Regions from separate parts of the Mus musculus genome. Here region 2 is linked to region 1. A link is a contact called in public promoter capture Hi-C data. All regions are on one chromosome and are shown on one strand. Each heading gives the region's core, a stretch centred on a gene start, on an enhancer-like site or on the middle of the called end of the contact. The rest is flanking DNA. Distances are from core to core; before and after follow the strand shown.

Region 1 (3,075 bases), core at 331-2,830:
AGAAAGAAAGGAAGGAAGAAAGAAAGAAAGAAAGAAAGAAAGAAAGAAAGAAAGAAAGACAGACAGACGGGGGGGGGGGGGAAGGCGTTAATACGCATAAAGCACAAAAGCACTAACTCTGTTTAGTCTGTAGTAGGTACTTGACCATCTCATGTTAAAACTTTTCTTGGCTCTCTGTCGAAAGTACAGAAAGTGGCTCAGTTCTGTTGTCAATTGTTTAAATGTGGATTTTGCTCTCCACTAAAAGGACAGGAATTCATGACACTATCTTAGTATCTTAGTAATAGGCCACTGTCTGGCTAATGTTTAATGCTCATGAAGAAGTTTAATGGAAATAAACTAAGAGTCCACAGCCTGGGCAGGAGAAATTGGTCCTAACAAGTGGATACTAAAATTGGGGTAAGGAGAGACAGACATTCCTTTTTGTAATGTTGTAAGGGCCTAACGTTTGCTTCTCAGAAGGACATGAGCCTGTACACCTACACAGGAGCTTCCACACACTCTCAGCTACAGAATCAACATTTAGTAGAAGAAAAGGGATATAGAGCTGTTCTCTTGGGGCTGGCGACATGAGATGGCTCAGCAGGTAACTAACTGCTCTTCTGAAGGTCCTGAGTTCAAATCCCAGAATCACATGGTGGCTCTCAACCACCCATAATGAGATCTGATGCCCTCCTCTGGCATGTCTGAAGACATCTACAGTGGCCTTATGTATAAATACATATTTATTATTTATTATTATATAATATGTAGTTATAAATGCATATGTATATATTTATTATTGTACTATTATTTTTATAATAATAAATAATAAATTTATGGGCCAGAGCAAGCAGGGCCGACTGGAGCGAGCTGGGCCTACCAGGACGAACAGAGGTCCTAAAAAATTCAATTCCCAACAACCACAGGAAAGCTCACAACCATTTGTACAGCTACATAAAAATAAATAATAAATCTTAAAAAAAAAAAAAAAAAAAAAAAGCTGTGCTCTAACTGGCGTGATGAACCACGCCTTTAATCTAGCACTTCGGTGGCAGAGACAGGAAATCTCTGAGTTCTAGGCCTGGTCTACAGAACTTGTTCCAGGACAGTCAGGGTTACGCAGAGAGACTGTCTCAAAAAAAAAAAAAAAAAAAAAAAAAAAAAAAAAAAAAGCAACAAACTAGAAACAAAAAACAACAAAACAACCCAAAAGAACAATGTTCTGTTGAAGGGAAATAGCAACAACCCACGTTTAGGTTTATAGAGTATTTTACAAGTGAGGCTGAGACGTCTTATGACTTGTCCGAAGTACAAGTTAAAAGGAAAAGGGTGTATATTGGAATTGCGCAGGGATGGGACTGTGGCCTGGCAGGGCTGAAGAACTGGTCAGAGGATAGTTGATCATCCCTAAAGAGGAAGCGCGGCGTGTCCAGTCGGCGCCTGGAGCTCAAGCTCGCAACCAGCACCCTCCGCGCTCCTTGCTTACGTGCGCTCCGTGACTGCCGGGTAGCACGCGGGTACCGCTACGTACAACGCATGCGCACTGCCGCCGCGGTGCACTACACCCCCCCCTTAGCAGGCCGCAGAACTTGCCTGAGGCGCATGCGCACACGGGGCGGGCGGCGGTCTGTCGAGCGAGTGGAAAGATTTCGGGGAGAAAGTGCGCGGAAGCGGGGCGGGAGACTGTAAGTGCGCAGGCGCGACCGGGGCGGGGGGCGGGCTGCGAAGAGAATCTCGGCGATCCTCAGTTGCTGCTGCATCCTCTGCCCGTCGCCATGGCTGCCTACAAGCTGGTGCTGATCCGGCATGGCGAGAGCGCCTGGAACCTGGAGAACCGCTTCAGCGGCTGGTACGACGCCGACCTGAGCCCGGCGGGCCACGAGGAGGCGAAGCGCGGCGGGCAGGCGTTGCGAGGTACGAGCGGGACGAGCGCTGTGTGGCGTACTGGGCCAGCACCGGCCTAGGGGTCGCCTGAGCCCCCGGGCCCTCTCGAGAGGCGGGCACTTCGGTCGGCCTCTGCAGTTGAATTTTCATCTGGGGAGGTGAACGCAGGGTGGGGAACCCGCTTGTCAAGGTCACCCCGTTAAGTCTGAGAGTCTGTGCCAGAAAGAGGGCACAGCCGCCGCTAGGCTAAAATCTGTTCTTCCGGTCCGAGCAGCCCCACCTGTGGCGCCCAGGACCCTTTAGGGTACCACGAGGGCCTAGGGCGCCTGGCGGACGATTCCCCGTGACATCAGTGGCTGTACCGGAGTATACTTGAGGCGCCTGCCCATCATGGCGAAGCGGCAGGTCACGGGCTCGCCCTGGGTAGTGGGGGGGTGTTAGGTGGGGATGTCTAATGGCCTTTGAGACAACCTGGAAACCGCGTGCTTCGGAGAGCTTTGTAGCACAGCAGCAAACCACAAAACCGAATCCAGGAATGTGAGTGGGTGATTTCAGTTGATGCTCTCTCCAGCCCTATGAAGCAGGCAGATCTAATTTCCCTCCTTTTTACCTCTCTCCGTCCTCTTGTTATAGTTTAGAAAAGTGACTGGAAAGATTTGTCCAAGGTCATACAAAACTTAGTTCTAATCCAGTGTCCTTGCCCCATTTCTGGGTGGAGTAACAAGTAAGTGTGAGGAACTGGCGGGCCCTTGGCCAAGGACAGAGGCAGAGCAAAGGGTGAAAGCGTCCAGGAGATAAGCTCGCCTTTGCCTATCCATGCTGGGTGCCCCGCACCACCCACAGTTCTCTGTGATTTTGGAATGCTAATAAGAAAGCAAGGCCTCCCCGCTCCCTGTAGTGAAGAGGCACTTCTCTTGGTGATTAGGGCACATCCTAACTTGGACACGGCAGTAGCTGTGTAAAAGGGTTGCTCATGCCTACCTGAAGTGATCTTGTGTCTTGGTTGCCCTCCCTAGCTTCTTGTACACCCTTTTCAGATGAGGGAAGATTTTGAATACGAATTCCTGAGGCAAGGAAACATTGCTTTTTGAGATGCATGGCCTATGTAGGAGAGGCTAGAAAAAAGGAAAGTACTGGTTAAGGAAGCCATTTTCTTGAGCTCTGTGCCATGAAGCACTGTGTAGACCTGTGGTAGTTTGCTTATGCCTA
Region 2 (2,787 bases), core at 171-2,670, 2.0 Mb after region 1:
TCACGCGCCAGCCCAAACCATACACAATGTGATAAAAGTTAGCTTAAAAGTTAGCACAGTTTGAGTCAAAATGTTCTTGGCTTGTTGGAAAAACTACCTGTGACAACATGCAAGTCACTCCCATGCCAGACTTAGCACTTCCCCACTACACACCAAGATCTCTGTCTAGACAAGCCATTGGGTGACATTAACACAGAAACATGAATGACACACACACACACACAACAGGTTTCACTCATTTCAACCCAATATTATGTGAGTGGGGGAGCGGGGAGCGACAGTGAAGTTGAACATCTGCTACATAATTTGTAAAATTAACTTTGTTTTCCTAGGACTTTGTTGTCACCAGGAGGGATCGGCTTCAAATACAAATGAAAGACTTTAGCGGTGGAAGGGCCTGAGAGATCACGAGATTCAGTAGTTTAGGGGGAATGAGGCCCGATGGATACACTAACTTGAACACTACACCTCGACTATGCTTTTCCTACGACTGTTTTATAAATGCAGCCCTAACTGAGAAATCAGGTCTGCTTGCTGCAAAAATCGCCTGTTGATTAGTCAGCTCTATCAGCGGCATGTAACTCGACTAAGCACAGTGGAGTCCAAACTATGCTCCTACCAGAGAATCGGTGTCATCACTAGCTTGTCACCATTATTAATTAGGAAGTTCCACAAGGTGCTCCCAAGACTATAAAAGAAACACTGTCAGACAGGTTACAGAATTTGCCAGCCATAATCCCACATGCGACCTTGCTTTTCAAGTTGGTTTTTCAACACGACCCTGTGCCCTAAAAACACCCTTCGCAGCTCTTAATACACACCACATGCTGTCCTGTCCGGTCACCCCAACACCCCTTTATTCGAGTGACAACCATCCTCCTCTGACACAAGCATGCAATCGTCCTGGGTACCTAAAAACTCCAGTAAGCCAAAACTGCATCTCCAGCTAAATATAAATAGTCCCGGGTTATTTGGGAAACCATCGCTGCCTGGCTGTCACGAAATCCCGGCCTCTCATGCCCACCAGCTGCAGCAGTGACCAGGAGCAGGACTGGGGCTCAGTTCTTCAACTCAAAGCCAAGAGGCAGGGCGGCGCAGTGACAGCGCCCCGGCTGGACACCTCGCCCCCCGGTCCGCGCCCCGGGACGGTCCCTAGGGCTGCTGCCCCCCCCCCCCTGCACCCCCTCGGCCGTGAGTGAAGACAGCGAGGGCCTCGCGTCTCGCGGAGCGCAGCTCAGCGCGACCGAGAGCTGCGCCGCAAGCCCCGCGCGCCCCGCAGGCGACCGTCCCCGCTACCCCACCACCCCGCCACCCCACGGACGCCCGGCCCCGCACCGACCTGCTCTCTGCCGCTCGGCGTTCCCTCCGCGCACAGCCACTGGTGGCCCGGCCGGGCCGCGGTCACCTCCCCTCAGCGGCGGCGGGCGGGCGGGCCGATCCGGGTGACTCCGCGCCGCCCCGCCTCCCTTAGCGCCGCTTCCGTCCGGTGGCCCCCGGCTCCGTTTCCCGCGCTCGCGCCCCCTGGCGGCCGCCTAGCCCGTCGCTCCGCCACGTCAGGGCTCGGGCTCCCAGGGCCTTTCAGGGAAACTGAGGCACGGACTGCGTGGGGGCGTTTAGCGACACACCTCGCTCAGGCTAGGATCCAGATCCCCACGCACTCGCGCTACCGCCAACCTAGAGAACTCAAATTCTCCGCTGCGCGAATTCTCTTACTCCGAGGCGGAGGCTAGCCTTGAACCTTCCATCGTCCTTCACTCCTCCAAGTGCTGGATTACAGGGGAACACCATCAGGTTACTGCCCACTCCTCATCGATTTTTTTTTCTTTTCTCCCGAGCAAAGTCTCACAGGACAATTTTGAGAATTTAAAAGCAAGGAATCACAGAATACTAGAACCAAACGTCCCGGTTTCTGAAAAGTCCCGGAAGACTTCTGACTGTTAAAGATCGCAAGTGCGTGGAGGAGCTGGTGCAAGCGCGGGGACCGACCTAGCAGATTTGAGGAATGCAGGAATCATATATCACTATGCACACACAGCAGAGATAAGGCTTTATTTTAAAATCTCATCAGCTAGATTGTTTCTTGACTCTTCAAAAATCGTAGTAAACTAGACATAGCATAAAGTGTATCGTTTGAACCATTGTCAAGTGTGCGTGCAGTCCATCAGAGTAGGTAAATTCACATTGCTACGCATCCATCATCTTGTCCGGCACCGGGACCCCAACTTCCCAAACTGAAACTGCTCTTATCGTACAGGGACTCCACTCCCAGCGATTCCTAGTCTCTCGTGTCCTTAAGAATTCGTCTACTCTGAAGACCCTCATACATGCAATCTACAATACTTGGCCTTTTGGTGCCTGCCTTATTTTGGTTAGAATAATGCCCTAAGTTTCATCTGTGCTGTTCTATGTGTCGGAATTTCCTTCCTTTTTACTGCTAAATATACTGCGTTGTGTTTAGGCGTTTGTCCTTCACTGGGCATTCGGCGGAGTTTCCCCTTTGGCTACTGTGGCTAAGGCTAGGACCCAAATCGTACACGTATCTGCTGGACCCATTGCTTCCAGTTCTTTGGAGGCTGTACCTAGGGGTGAAACTGCTGCTCACATACATTATTCTCCTCCTTTGCTGTCTGAACACTGAAGGAAGGCATTTTTGTGGTAAAACATAAATATTCCAGATTTTTGTTTTTGAAAGAAATTGATCAAATGCTTCAGCGGCCTGTCAAACAGTAAGCTTTTCTCCCCCTTTCAAGTAAAATGACAATCTACTACCTAGATAATGGTATTATT

What was found. Promoter capture Hi-C pulls out the DNA fragments that hold promoters and counts their contacts.
Region 2: a contact with region 1 is called in a promoter capture Hi-C map of liver, with 8 times the contacts expected there. The contact joins the promoter of Dnmbp here to the promoter of Pgam1 in region 1. A contact is called at or near these places in 3 of 39 promoter capture datasets (hippocampal neurons, liver and pre-B cells).

Annotation. Positions count from the first base shown.
Region 1 is chr19:41,910,291-41,913,365 of GRCm38.p6, forward strand. Pgam1 (phosphoglycerate mutase 1) reads left to right here and starts at 1,581. Exons shown (of 4, transcript NM_023418.2): 1 at 1,581-1,896. The coding sequence starts at 1,758.
Region 2 is chr19:43,938,778-43,941,564 of GRCm38.p6, forward strand. Dnmbp (dynamin binding protein) reads right to left here and starts at 1,421. Exons shown (of 16, transcript NM_028029.4): 1 at 1,340-1,421.